Linked DNA regions of Mus musculus: region 2 is linked to region 1. The links are chromatin contacts, called in public HiChIP or PLAC-seq maps. All regions are on one chromosome and are shown on one strand. The core of a region is the stretch at or near the end of the contact, and the rest is flanking DNA. Distances in the headings are between cores, read along the strand shown. Region 1 holds the start of Kcnn4 (potassium intermediate/small conductance calcium-activated channel, subfamily N, member 4). Region 2 holds the start of Ethe1 (ethylmalonic encephalopathy 1).

Region 1 (6,681 bases), core at 3,063-5,562:
TCCAGTATAGATTTTCCATGATCATTACTCAGCGGTGCCAGTTGGGGTATCTCCCACATTCAAACTTCCCAGATATCTATTTTTTTTTCCAGTATATTTGGAGACAACATTTTTGCCTAACGTCCATGTATGGATTTCAGATTTTTTTCTTCACTTCTGTGTGTTTTCTCTATCTCCTTAATTTTGTACTGTTTTAGGTGTTTTGTGTGCTACAGATAGGATCCAGGGCCTTAGGCTAGTGCTCTACCACTGAGCCACACCCCCAGCTCCTCACTGGGGGTTTCTAAGCAAAGGCTCTACCACTGAGCTACACCTACAGCTCCTCATTGGGGGATTCTAGTCAGGGGCTCTACCTCTGAGCCACGCCCCAGTATTGCCTTTATTCCCTCATCTTTCTTGTCTTTTTGTTTCTCTCCTCCATCTCTGTGGTCATCGTCTTCTGTTGTCTCTGCTCTCTCCAGCCTAGTTCTCGCTGACTCTGAGCTCCCGTTCTTTCTCTGTCCTTCTGTCCCGATCTCACCCTGCTTCTTCCCTAGCTCTCTCTCTGTCTTCTGATCCCCATTCCTTCCTCGGTCTGCATCACTGGCGTAGTTGTGGACGGCAGGTTACTTCCATTTCTATCTTAGCAGCACAGAGGAGCTGAGAACGATGTACAGGGACGAGAGCCACACGTGAGTCCAAAGCCACGAACAGCTCAAGCCACTCAACTGCACAGCTTCTGGGCCCCAGTTCAGGGACTTCTGAGAAATGTACACACAGACAAATATCAAGGGAGGGAGGGGCCGAGGGAGGAAAAGAAAGAGGGAGAGGGGGAGCGAGGGGCTGAGAAATCAGAGGGTCCAGGAGTCAGGTGTGGTATCAAACATCTGTAATTTCAGAAAACTGGAGGCTGAGTCATGGTAATGATGAGGTTGAGTCCAATCAAGGATGTGGAGTTACTTCCTGTCTCAAAAAACACAAACAATATACAAAAAAAGAAACTAAATCACAACACAGGTTTTGGAGACAGAGGTGAACAAAAGGCTGGGGATGTGGCTCAGTGGTAGAGCCCCTGCCTAGAATCCCCCAGGGAGGGGCTGGGGGCGTGGCTCAGTGGATAGAGCCCCTGCCTAGAATCCCCCAATGAGGTTCCCCAGTGTGGTCCAGTGGTGAGCACATCTCTAGCACACAGACTACCCCGCGTTCCAGTCTAGCAGTGAAAAAAAAAAAAAAAAAAAAAAAAAAAACATAAAGACATAGAGTGAGAGAGATAATAATACAGAGTTGTGTGCAAAGCCCAGAGATGTTCCCGGGGAGGAGGAAGCAGAGATGGCTGCAGGTTCCAGGCAGCAAGCAGGCAGGGATTCCTGGGTGGCAGCATGAGGAGTCCCCAGCTGCAGCCTTTTCTCCAAGTAGACACACGTGTGGTGTCCGGGTGTGACTGGGTGTGACTCCATCCTTCTCCAGCCATGTGTCACTGAGTGGGATCAGCATGTGTGCCATGGGGTGGGGCACCCCCACGGGGTGTGTTTCTGTCACTGGGCGTGTGTGTGTGTGTGTGTGTGTGTGTGTGTGTGTGTGTGTGTGTGTGTTTGGGAGTCTCCGGGCGTGTCTGTGTGGGTAGCATTGGTGCCAGGCATGTCTGTCCACGGGTATCTCATTTCTCTGTAGCTGGCGGGTGCATAGTCCTCGATGCCACAGGACACAGAGTGGGAAGGAGTTGTAACTGAGCGTTTCTCTGAGCTTGGGGACCGTGAGGTGAAACCCTATGTTACAAGATCCCTTTGTGACCTGTCTTGGTGTCCCCATTGTGTCGTGTGTGTTGGCATGCTTGGGAGCATTTAAGGACCTGGCACATGGTGTGTAGACCCATGTGTCTGCTTTCTTTGTTGTGTGTCCCTATTTGAATCTCTGTCTCACACAACATCCTATTCCCAGAGTCACGTTCACCGTGTGCCTTTGTTTTATCTCTTGTGGTGTGTGTGTGTGTGTGTGTGTGTGTGTGTGTGTGTGTGTGTGTGTGTAAGAGAGAGAGAGAGTATGTGTGTGTATGTGTGTGTGAGTGTGTGTGTTAGTATGTGTGTATGTGTGTGTGAGTATGTGTGTGTATGAGTATGTGTGTGTGTATGTGTGTATGTGTGTGAGTGTGTGTGTGAGTGTGTGTGTGAGTGTGTATGTGTGTGTGTGTGTGCTGTGTGTGAGTGTGAGTTCATGTGTGTAAGTATGTGTGTGTGTGTGTGTGTGTGAGTGTGTGTGTGTGCTGTGTTGGAGTAGGGTGCACAGAGTGTGCTTGTCTGTGGAGATCAGAGGCTGATATAAGAATAGCTTCCTCAATTGCTCTGCACCTTGTGTGTTTATGCACTGTGTGCATGTGCCATGATACACACAAGAAAGTCAGAGGACAACCTGCAGGGGTCTGTTCTCTCCTTCCACCATACAGGCTCTGGGATTTGAACTCAGTTAGTGCCCTTAAACCCCATGAGTCTTGTCACTAGTCCTGCACCTCATTTTTTGGAAACTTCGTCTTTCACACCAACAGGAACTCACTGATTCGATTAGAATGGCTCCACCCATCTGACTACATCATCTCCCCACTCAGGGCTGGGGTTGCAGGTATGTGCCTGTGCACCTACGGTTTTTTTTTTTTAACTACTTGTTTTATTTTAGTCTTATTTGTGCTTGAGCATGCATTCGTGGCGTGTGTGTGTGTGTGTGTGTGTGTGTGTGTGTGTGTGTGTGTAAATGTGCATGTAACACCCAGTCTGACTCAGTGAAATAGCTCTGTTACTTATATCAGGATATATGCCCACGCTGAGGGCCTTTCTCTTCCCTGAGTGTGGTGTTTGTGTGGCCATGCACATGGGAGTATAACGGGTATGTGTATTGTGCGTGATGTTGGATTGATGGTGTGCTAATCTGGACGTTGGTGTTCTTGTGGGTCCGAATCCAACCCCATCCCCTCCAAAGGGTTCATATCATCCTGGACTGTGTCCTGTGTGGCTAGAATGTCCTAGAATGTCCAACGCTGGGTAGGCGTTGCTTGCACACTTCCATTGACTGTTCTCTGTGCTAAGGTATGCAGAGTGTCAAGTGCACCAGTGTATGTCAGGATCAATGTCAGGTGTGTGTGTGTGTGTGTGTGTGTGTGAGTCCCACACACAATGATGTGAGCTAGTGTGCATTTCCTGTTTTCTGGGCGCTGGATGACAGTGTCTGCCACCACAGGTGTTTACACATATGGGGCATCTCTCTGTGTTTCACATTCACACCCCCTTGTGTGTCTGTTGACGCATGTGTGTTGTGCCTGGTGATTCTTACAAATTGGTGTGCTCAGACCTGCTGTGTATTTGTGTGGCTCCTGGTACATGTCCCGTGTGGTCGTTGATGCTTAGCTCTTTGTATCGTAGAATATTATAGTGTTTTACTTGGTTTTGGTTTTGGAAACAGGGTCTCATGTGGCCCAGGCAGACCTTGAACTCATAGTTGACAATGATTGAGACCTGCTGATCCTCCTGGCCCCAGTTTCCTAGTACCAAGAGTCAGGCATGCACCATTGCCCACTTTATGCCATGCTGGGATCTACCTCAGAGAGTCTGTGATTCAAAGGAGCCCACTAACAGCTGCACTCCATCCCTGGTCCCACTTAAAAATTATCATTTAAGATTTATTTTTTTTTATGCGCATGCATGTATGTGAATATCAGCCACATGTGTCAGGGGCTCCCAAAAACCAGGAAAAGGGCGTCATCTCCTGGAGTTGAAGTTACAGGTGGTTTCAAGCCACCCACCCAGCAAGTAGGTGCTAGAAACGGAAGTTATACTCCTCTGGAGAGGAGCGCTCACTTTCACTCGCTGTGCCTGACTTTCCAGCCCCTCCCCCGCCCCACTTTGAATGTGTGACTGCGTGAGCTCAACCTTTGGGTGGCCCCGTGTGCAATGGGACGCTGCTGCCCTGCTAAGTGCTGGCGTGTGTCACACCATGTGTGTGTGTGGTGTCTGGGTGTGGCTGTGGGTTTCTGAACTTTCAGGAGTGTGAGTCACTTCTGTGGAGGTTGTGTGGTGTGTGCTGGTGTGTTGGGCTCCGTCTCCGGTCTGTCATAGGGTGCTCTGTGGTGTCTGGGTGTGGTGGGGGTTTTAGGTGTGTACCACAGAGTGCAAACGGTTGGAGAGTCACAACCTATTGTGTCAGTGTGTCTTTGCCCACGTGGATGAACTCTTCTTCCTTGCCCGGGACCACAAGACACACCCCAGCCCCTCCTTAGTCTTAGAAGGGAATGGGATAGCCAGCCTCCCCCTACCCAGGGACCTCCCCGTCCCTCCCCGCCCTGCCCTGCCTGCTGCAGTTACCACTCCCCAGAGGGCACAGGGCTAGGCTGTGCCTTCCAGCAAAAGTCCCAGAGTGAGCAGAACAGGCCGCTGGCCTGGAAGCCAAGCTGGCTGCCATTTGCGTACTGAGAGGTGGGGGACCCTGGGCAGGAAGCTGGCTGAGCCCCAAGACCTCAGGGGCCATGGGCGGGGAGCTGGTGACTGGCCTGGGGGCCCTGAGACGGAGAAAGCGCCTGCTGGAGCAGGAGAAGAGGGTGGCCGGCTGGGCGTTGGTGCTGGCGGGAACTGGCATCGGACTCATGGTTCTGCACGCTGAGATGTTGTGGTTCCTGGGCTGCAAGGTGAGTGGGGCCTTCCACCGAGCAGGGAAGGGACGGGGAGCCTGGTGTGAGGGAGGAGGGCTGGGGTCTGCACCCCTGGGTCTGAGGGAGGAGGGCTGGGGTCTGCACCCCTGGGTCTGAGGGAAGAGAGCTGGGGTCTGCACCCCTGGGTGTGAGGGAGGAGGGCTGGGGTCTGCACCCCTGGGTCTGAGGGAAGAGGGCTGGGGTCTGCACCCCTGGGTCTGAGGGAAGAGAGCTGGGGTCTGCACCCCTGGGTGTGAGGGAGGAGGGCTGGGGTCTGCACCCCTGGGTGTGAGGGAGGAGGGCTGGGGTCTGGACCCCTGGGTCTGAGGGAGGAGGGCTGGGGTCTGATCCCCTGGGTCTGAGGGAGGAGGGCTAGGGTCTGGACCCCTGGGTCTGAGGGAGGAGGGCTGGGGTCTGATCCCCTGGATCTGAGGGAAGAGAGCTGGAGTCTGCACCCCTGAGTGTGAGGGAAGGGGACTGGGGTCTTACACCCCTGAGTGTTAGAGAGCAAAGCTAGGAGATCTTATACTCCTGGGCATGAGGGAGGAAGGCTGGCATCTTCCACCCCGGGGTGTGAAGAAGAGAGGAGAGCTGGGGTGTGAGGGAGAAAGGTTGGGGTCTGCACCCCTGGGTGTGGGAGAAGAGAGCTGGTCTGGACTCCTGGGTCTAAGGGAGGAGAACTGAGGTCTTACACTTCTTAAGGTCTAAGAGAAGAAGGCTGGGTCTGGACCCCTGGATGTGATGGAGGTAGATGGGGGGTCTGTACCCCTGAAACCTGAGCTAGTGTGATATCGTCCTCCCCCCAGCTCCCCCCAACCTACACACACACACACACACACACACACACACACACACACACGCACACACACGTACGCACACATGGGAGACAGTTCTCAGTGTTAGCCTTTGGGTAAGTGTTATCAGACAGACCACTGGGGGTCTGGGCCTTGTTGAGGCCCATACAAGGCTGATCCTTGATAGCCTAGCTCTGGTGAAGGGAGGGCTGGCAAGGGAGAAAGACGTTGTCATTAGGCGTCTCCTTGCTCCTTATCTAGCCACTGCCATTTACCCAGTGCCACCAGGCAGTGCTCTGAAGTAACTGACAGAGGAGACTGTGGGGAGTGGAGCCTTCACCCCACCCTTACCATACAGAAGTGCCATTACCCCCAGAAGGCACCACTCACCAGATAGTGGTCTACTGTGGTTTGAAATCCTTCATCCCTGTGGAAGAGGAGACTTGGGGTTCAGGCTCAAGAGTCTGCAGGAAGAGCCTCAAAAAATCTCACCAGGCAATGGATCCAAGCACTAGAGAAGTCAGGGGAGGGAGGCTGGGGGGGGGCGGCAGGCAAGAGAATCAGAAGGTTAAGCCCAGCCTAAGCTACATACTGAGTTGGAGGCTAGCCTGGGCTACACAGACCTTATCTCAAAAACTGAAATAAATCCAAACAAGGTGGGGGACGGAGAGAACACACACAAGAGAGCTATCAATCGACCTCTGGAAGACCAGGGAGTACAGGCAGGTCTTAACAAGCCCTGGGGATATTCCCACCCTGGTCAGACTTGTGGCAGAAGAGAGATGGAGGGCAAGGTTGGGTGTGTGGTTTGAGGGGGCAGCACACTTGCTTGTTCAACAGAAAAGTTGGGACAGGAGATGTGTGTGTGTGTGTGTGTGTGTGTGTGTGTGTGTGTGTGTGTGTGTGTGGTGTGTGTGTGTGTGTGTGTGTGTGTGTGTGTGTGTGTGTGTGTGTGTGTGTGTTTGCGTGCCCGCAGGTGGGACATTCTTTGGGAGAACTTCTCGGCCCCGGTGCTCAGCCGCTGTGGAGTAACAGACTGGCAGGCACATGGAGGGTCAGGGCAGGCCAGCTTCCTTCAGCCAAGTGGCCAAGGAGAGGGCAGCTACTGCGAGGGGGTGGGGCCGTCCAGAGCCATGCCAACAGGAAACATGGCTGGGGCCTGCCCGGCGCTCCCACGCTCCTGCACCACGCCCAGTAGGAGAGGTGTGGACCTGGGAGCCCAGGCAGAAGGGAAGGAGC
Region 2 (6,617 bases), core at 2,027-4,526, 220 kb after region 1:
TACATCAGTCAACCACACCTGGATTCTCAGACTTTGCAGTCAAGTGAAACTGTGTGTCTCTGTTTCATTGTTAGAAGTGCCATGACTGTCCCTCTGTTCTTTCACGTGTCTCTTTGTAGCCATCTGGCTTCCTTCTTCCTATCCCACTCAAGTTTCGAATATACTTCTATCTCTGAATGGCTCTCTGGGCCTCTTTCATGGTGAAGACCACGAGGGATGCTGAGGACTTCAGAAATAGTGGTGTGTGCGTGGGTGGGTGTGCATTCATGAGAGAGAGAGTGAGTGTGTATATGTGTGTATGAGCATGGTGTATGAGTGTGCATGTGTGAGAGACTGTGTGAGTGTGTGTGTGTGCATGCATGCACTAAGCCAAAAGTATGGATGCCAGGAGACAGCAGTGAGATGATCCTCACCTTCTGCTTCGTGGGTCCTCAGCACTGAACTCAGGCCGTCCAGCTCCGAGGCAAGGCCTTTACTGTTGAGCTACTACAAGGTTCCAACCTTGCGTTTAATTGACTTGAAGCTTGGGAGAGAAAGACCACAATGGGATCTCTGGCTAGTTCCCCAGAGGGAGATGGAGGTCTTGTCTTGGAAAGTGTGGCCTTTATGTAACTTTTTCTTTCGTGAAACAGTTCAGGGTCAAAGCAAAGGAGGCTATGGAAAGAGTTTAACAGTGTGAGTCCAAAAGAAACAAATGACTGTCTGGTGCCTAGTGGCCTAGCAAACAAAAGCTGGCTAGCAGGCTCCTCAGTATCACAAGTACCTGGGGCTCCTCTCAGCTCTTCTCACCCTGCCCCTACCCTAAACGTCTCTAGTTCACAGTCTTCCCACTTTGCCCCACTCTTCGTCTTCCTCGCTAGCTAACAGCCCCAACTCCCACGGTGGGTCCACTCTGCTGGCCGTGTTCAGTCCCTTTTATGAACTCTTGCAGATGTCTCTGGCTGTTCTCTCCCTCATATCTACAATAAAAACCTTCCCCACAGCCATGCCTCAGAGCGGTCATGTTTATAGAACAGGTCTTGCTGTGAGGCACCCAGGTAGGGTTTGCATGGTGAGAGTTCCAGGGTTCAGAGAAAGATGCACTGTGGCGGCTGGACTCGGAACCTCAGCCCCATGATTAAGCCCCGTGGCTGCTTCTCTATGACAACCTGCACTGCGACTTGGTCCACTGGAATAGAGAGTTTGGGTTTCGTGTCTCTGTGCTGGGAATGTGAACCAGGGCTTTGTGCATGTTACACAAGGGCTCTGTGGCTAAGCCACACCCTTCACCCTTAGCCTAGGAGTGTCCCCACTATCGATAGGATTCCAGGAGTGAAATGTTTGATAGCCTGTGTGCTAAGATAACGTAATTTACCAGATCTGACATTCTTTGTTTTTGAGACAGTTTGGTGGATAGGAGTGCTGGCTAGTTTTATGCCAACTTGACACAATCTAGAGTCATCAAAGAGGAGGGAGATGCCTCCAGAAGATGGAGCTGTAGGCTAGCCTGAAGGATATCTTTGTTTAATTTCATGTGCTTTGCTGTTTTGCCCGCATGTATATCTGGGTGAGAGCATTGGAGCCTCTGGAACAGAGGTACAGAGAGTCGTGAGCTGCCATGTGGGTGCTGGGAATTAAACCAGGTTTCTCTGGAAGAGCAGCCAGCGCTCTTAAAACCACTGAGCCATCTCTCCAGCCCTCAGGTCATCTTCTTAATTAATGATTGATGTGGAAAGGTCCAGACCACTGTGAGTGGGACCACCCCTGGGAAGGCTGAGTAAGCCATGGGAAACAAGCCAGTAAGCAGCACCCTCCATGGCCTCTGCATCAGCTCCTGCCTCCAGCTTCCTGCTCAGTTCCTGTTCTGATTTCCTTCAAAGATGTGCAGTGATGTGGAAGAGTAAGCGGAATAAACCCCTCCCTTCTCAAGTTGCTTTGTTCATGTATGTGGGATGTGTGTATATGTGTGTATGTGAGTGTGTGGTGGGTATGTGGGTGTGTGTATATGTGTGTATGTATGTGTGGGGGTTATGTGTGTGTATGTGTGTGTATGTATGTGTTGTGTGTGTGTGTGTGTTGTGTGTGTATGTGTGAGGTGTGTGTGTGTATGTGTGTGTGCACAAGCAGTTCCAGGTCATTCTAAGGCACATTGGAGTTTGAATGCAGCCTAGGCTACAAAGATCCAGGCTAAAAACAACAATAACGGGGAGTGGGGAGGAGAGGGAGATGGACAGGGAGAGGGAGAGAGAGCTCCTGTAAACAACAAAAGGAGGAAAAAGAAGGAAAAAAAAACCAGAGAAAAATAACTATTTCTGACAAAGGTGCTTAAATAACCCTTGTGAGGGGCTAGCAGAAGGCTCTGTTGCTAAGCAACCATTGCAGCAAGTTCGGTTCCTGGAATCTAGGTAAAAGTAGAAGGTGGAACCTGACCCTACAAAGTTAAACTGCACATATATGTCCCTTCAAAAAAGAATATGCATGTGCATGCGCGCGCACACACAAATACACACACATACACACACACACACACACACACACACACACCGGAGAGCATATATTGTTCTTTGTAGAGGATCCAAATTCTGTTCCCAGAACCGACACGGGCACTACACAACCTCCTGTAATCCAGTTCCCGAGGATCCAGTGTCTTCGATCTACACCGTTACACGCACTCGTCTGCACACACCCGACACAGACATAATTTTAAATAATACAAATAAGAATCTTAAATATTTATTGTTGTTGCTGTCCTTAGAAGACTTAGGCAGGATAGCCACGATTTTGTGGCCAGCCTGGGCTATATAAGATCCTGTCTCAGTCAAGCATGGTGTGTGCAAGCGCCTTTAATCTCAGCACTACAGAGGCAGAAGTAGGCGGATCTCTGAGTTCGAGACCACCCTGGTCTACAGGACGATTTCCGAAGTAGCCATAGCTTTGTAGTGAGAACCTGTGTCAGATACTGGTCCAACAGGTCCTCAAAATATGAATGATCGTGAATTTAATTTTTTTCCCTTAGCAGGTGACTAGCCGAACACGTGTTTTCCTGGAAAACGTCCCGTGGCTCTAAGTGTCTAGGGAGCCCTACTTCTCTCTCTGTTTCTATAACAGTATCTCTAAATGCCTTGAGTCCCTGGGCCCTTTCCTGTCGGTTTCAGGGTCTCACTGCAACCCTTGCTCCTTCCTTCCTTCCTTCCTGGGTCGTGTGTACTGCGGTTCCTTTAAGGCAGGCCCCGCCCTGGCCCGCCCTCCCGGGTCAGCCCCGGTGCGTAAGGCTCTGGCGGGGCGGCTGCAGGGCTCAGTGCTGAGCGGGCTCTGGCGCGATGGCGAGCGCGGTCGTCAGGGTCGCCGGGCGGCGGCTGAGCCAGCAAAGCGCATCCGGAGCCCCGGTCCTCCTGCGGCAGGTACGGAGAGGCGAACGGACGAAAGGACCCAGAGCCCGGGGCAGCGGGAGGGGCAGGACTCTCTGTCCTTTAAAGAAGGTCTGGGGCGTCCTTCATGCCTGGCTGTTGGGAAACAAGGAGTCCCGACCCTTTAACAGGGAGTAGTTAGTGGGACCCTGAGCTTGGGGTCGGGATCTGGGGCCCATTACCAGAGAAGGCGGGGTCCTTAACTTGGTGCTTGTTTGAAGATGAAGTTTCTTGATTCTGCTGGAGGGATCTGGGGGGACCCTCTGATTCCTGATCCTTGGGCAAAGAGGGTTGGGGTTGTAGCTTCAGGATTCTAGGAAGAAGGGGAGGCCTGGATACTGTATCCCCCAGGCATGGGAGTTAGGTCCGGGAACTCTCTCCGTTGCTCCATCCCTCCCAGATGTTTGAACCCAAGAGCTGCACCTATACCTACCTTCTGGGTGACCGGGAGTCAAGAGAGGCAGTTCTGATCGACCCCGTTCTGGAGACAGCGCATCGGGATGCTCAGTTGATTAAGGAGCTGGGGCTCAAGCTGTTGTACGCTGGTAAGTCCAGGACCAAACTTGGGCATGAGAGAGGCGGGGCCCCGGAGAAAGCGCTCTAGGAAAACAGGAGCCTGGACGCCTGAGTCTGGGGGAGGAGGGCTGGAGGATAGACCCTGGATGAAGGAGCATAGACCCCAGGGTCTGAAAGAAGATGATTGAGTCAGGGTCTGAGAGTCTGAGGGAGAAAGACGGAGCCTGGAGCTCTGGGCCTGAAGGAGGAAGATTGGGGTCTGGATCCCTGAGTTTAGAGGAGGAAGAGTGGGCTTGGATTCCTGGGTCTAGGGGAAGAGGGCTGGAGTCTGGACTGTTGGATGAGGGAGGAGCGGTGGAGTCCGGACCTCAGGGTCTGAGGGAGGTCTAGGGTCTGCCTTCCTGGGTCTGAAGGCTGGATGCTGTGGGCTGAAACATTCCGTTTTCTATTCCCTCTTCTCTCCTAGTGAACACTCACTGCCATGCTGACCACATCACCGGCACGGGGGTTCTCCGGTCCCTGCTCCCGGGCTGCCAGTCTGTCATCTCCCGCCTCAGCGGAGCCCAGGCTGATTTGCATATCGGGGAAGGTGATTCCATCCGCTTTGGACGCTTTGTGAGTTGGGTCTTACAGAAGATGTTGTTGGCCACAGCTCCTTAGACTTTGAAGAGAAGAGGGTGCTCGGGGAATGGACTGCTGGGCCCAATGGAAGAAGGGTTGGTGGATTTAGGCTCAGACTCCTCAGCTCTGTTCTCTGTGGAAAGTACCATAAACCCAGGTGGAGCACTAGGGCAGGAGGCTGTAGGCAGGTGTGGCTCTGGCCAATCCCCCTAAGTCAACAGTGATGGCAGGTTCTTCCTTGGCCATTTCCATAAAATTTGCTCCGGGTTGGGCATTCTGAGTCTAGAGCTGAGGGAGGCACCTAGTCCTTTGGTGAAGAAGGAATGCCCTGTTGTTCAGCAACAGGTCTGGATGAGTCTACTGAGGTCCCTGGGGCTACCATTTAAGGTGGCCTTCACTGGCATGGTGGTATAAATTTGGGGCTAACCATGTATTTGTGGGTTCCTCCTTAAATGTTGGCCTTGAAACCCTCTCACCCTAGCCACAACCCCATTGCTTCACCCAGGAGAGGGGCGAAGGTTCTTCCTCCTCCTCTGGGCTACAGGCTTAATCAGCAGGTTTCTAGCCAGCTTTGCAACCCAGGGTGCTCTGGACAGAGGTTGGGGGAGTTGTACCCAGGGAGAGGAAACGGGTGATGAGAATGCTAAAGCTGATGGAGGGGATGGAAAGTCTGGTGATAGAGTGATAGAGTCCCTGCCCCTAGGTTGTTGATCTTGTGGAATGGGACAGTTTATTTGGAGGCGGTTGGTGGTTAGCGGAGAGGAGGACTGTGTGCGGGGTTGAGAGAGTGTAGCTGCTGTTAGGAGACTTTGATTTCAACCCTGTAAATATTTGAAAGAGGATGCGGGACATAGCTCGTTTGTGTCAGCCCTACTAGTTAGAGAGATGTCCTGGCTGGTCTCTGCTAGCACACACATGCATTTGCTCAGATACACACTCAGATACACAGGGGTACACATAAATAGATGTTTAAAATCTTAAAAACAAGCCGGTCATATAGGTACCTGCCTTTAACCTCAGCTCTTGGGAGGCAGATGCTAAGACAGGTGGATCTCTGTGAGTTCGAGGCCAGCCTGGTCTACAAAGTTCCAGGACAGCCTGTGCTACACAGTAAGAATAAAATGAAATCTTAAAACAACAGCAACAAAGAGCCTTAAAACAGGCATGATGGGGCTGGAGAGATGGCTCAGTGGTTAAGAGCACTGACTGTTCTTCCAGAGGTCCTGAGTTCAATCCCCAGCAACCACATGGTGGTTCACAACCATCTGTAATGGGATCTGATGCCCTCTTCTGGTGTGTCTGAAGAGAGCGATAGTGTACTCACAGACATAAAATAAATAAATTTTTAAAACACAAAAAACAAAAACAGGCGTGATGTAATCCTAGAGAGGCAGAGAGGAAGATCAGGTGTTCAAGGTCACCCTCATCTACACAGAGCACCAATCAAGGCTACATCAAGGCTGTGTGTGACCCTGTACCAAAAAGTTTAAAAAAGGGTGGTGGGGGGGGAGCTAACAAGGTCGCACAGGCTTTTAATCCAGACAGAGTCAGGGGGATTCACGGTCAGCCTCGTCTGTGTGAGACCCCTCTCAAAACAAAACAAAACAAGATGATAAATGATCGGGAGACCCTCCTTATGCACAGTGATGATGCCTTCAGTGAACAAGTGTGGATGCACGGGTGTAGCTGTGTTTGGCCTCCGTGTTTATCTTTTCTTTACTACATCTTATTGCCATAATCCAAATATGTATGACCCACCCATTGGAAGGGTGGGTCATAAATCAGTGAGTGTGTCCTAGAATACTGTGTCTGTCATTTCAAGTCATTTCAGGGTACTTTCATTACCCCTGACTAGTCATCACCCTTGGCCTCCCACTCCCTCCCTCCCAGCCTTAGGTAAATCTCTTTCTTTCTCTCCTTTTATATATTGCTATGTAGCCCAGGCTGGCCTTAAGCTCATCATTCCCAGGCCTCAACCCTTCAATTGGTAGTGTTACCTGTGCTGAAACACGCAGGCGTGAGGCCGCGAGTCCTCCCAGTACTGGAAATAAAACCGAGGGGCTGGTTCATGCTAGGCAAGAACTCTACTCAGGG

Evidence for each region. HiChIP or PLAC-seq counts read pairs in DNA pulled down with a chosen protein or histone mark.
Region 2: a contact with region 1 is called in an HNF4G HiChIP or PLAC-seq map of pancreatic cancer cells. The contact joins the promoter of Ethe1 here to the promoter of Kcnn4 in region 1. A contact is called at or near these places in 2 of 39 promoter capture datasets (the C10 cell line and pre-B cells), 2 of 115 datasets of contacts at active chromatin or transcription factors (memory CD8 T cells and pancreatic cancer cells) and 2 of 9 other capture datasets (adipose tissue and pancreatic islet).

What each region holds. Positions count from the first base shown.
Region 1 is chr7:24,365,951-24,372,631 of GRCm38.p6, forward strand. It overlaps Kcnn4 (potassium intermediate/small conductance calcium-activated channel, subfamily N, member 4), which reads left to right and starts at 4,313. Exons shown (of 9, transcript NM_008433.4): 1 at 4,313-4,645. The coding sequence starts at 4,487.
Region 2 is chr7:24,590,632-24,597,248 of GRCm38.p6, forward strand. It overlaps Ethe1 (ethylmalonic encephalopathy 1), which reads left to right and starts at 3,277. Exons shown (of 7, transcript NM_001364014.1): 1 at 3,277-3,380; 2 at 3,787-3,931; 3 at 4,369-4,517. The coding sequence starts at 3,300.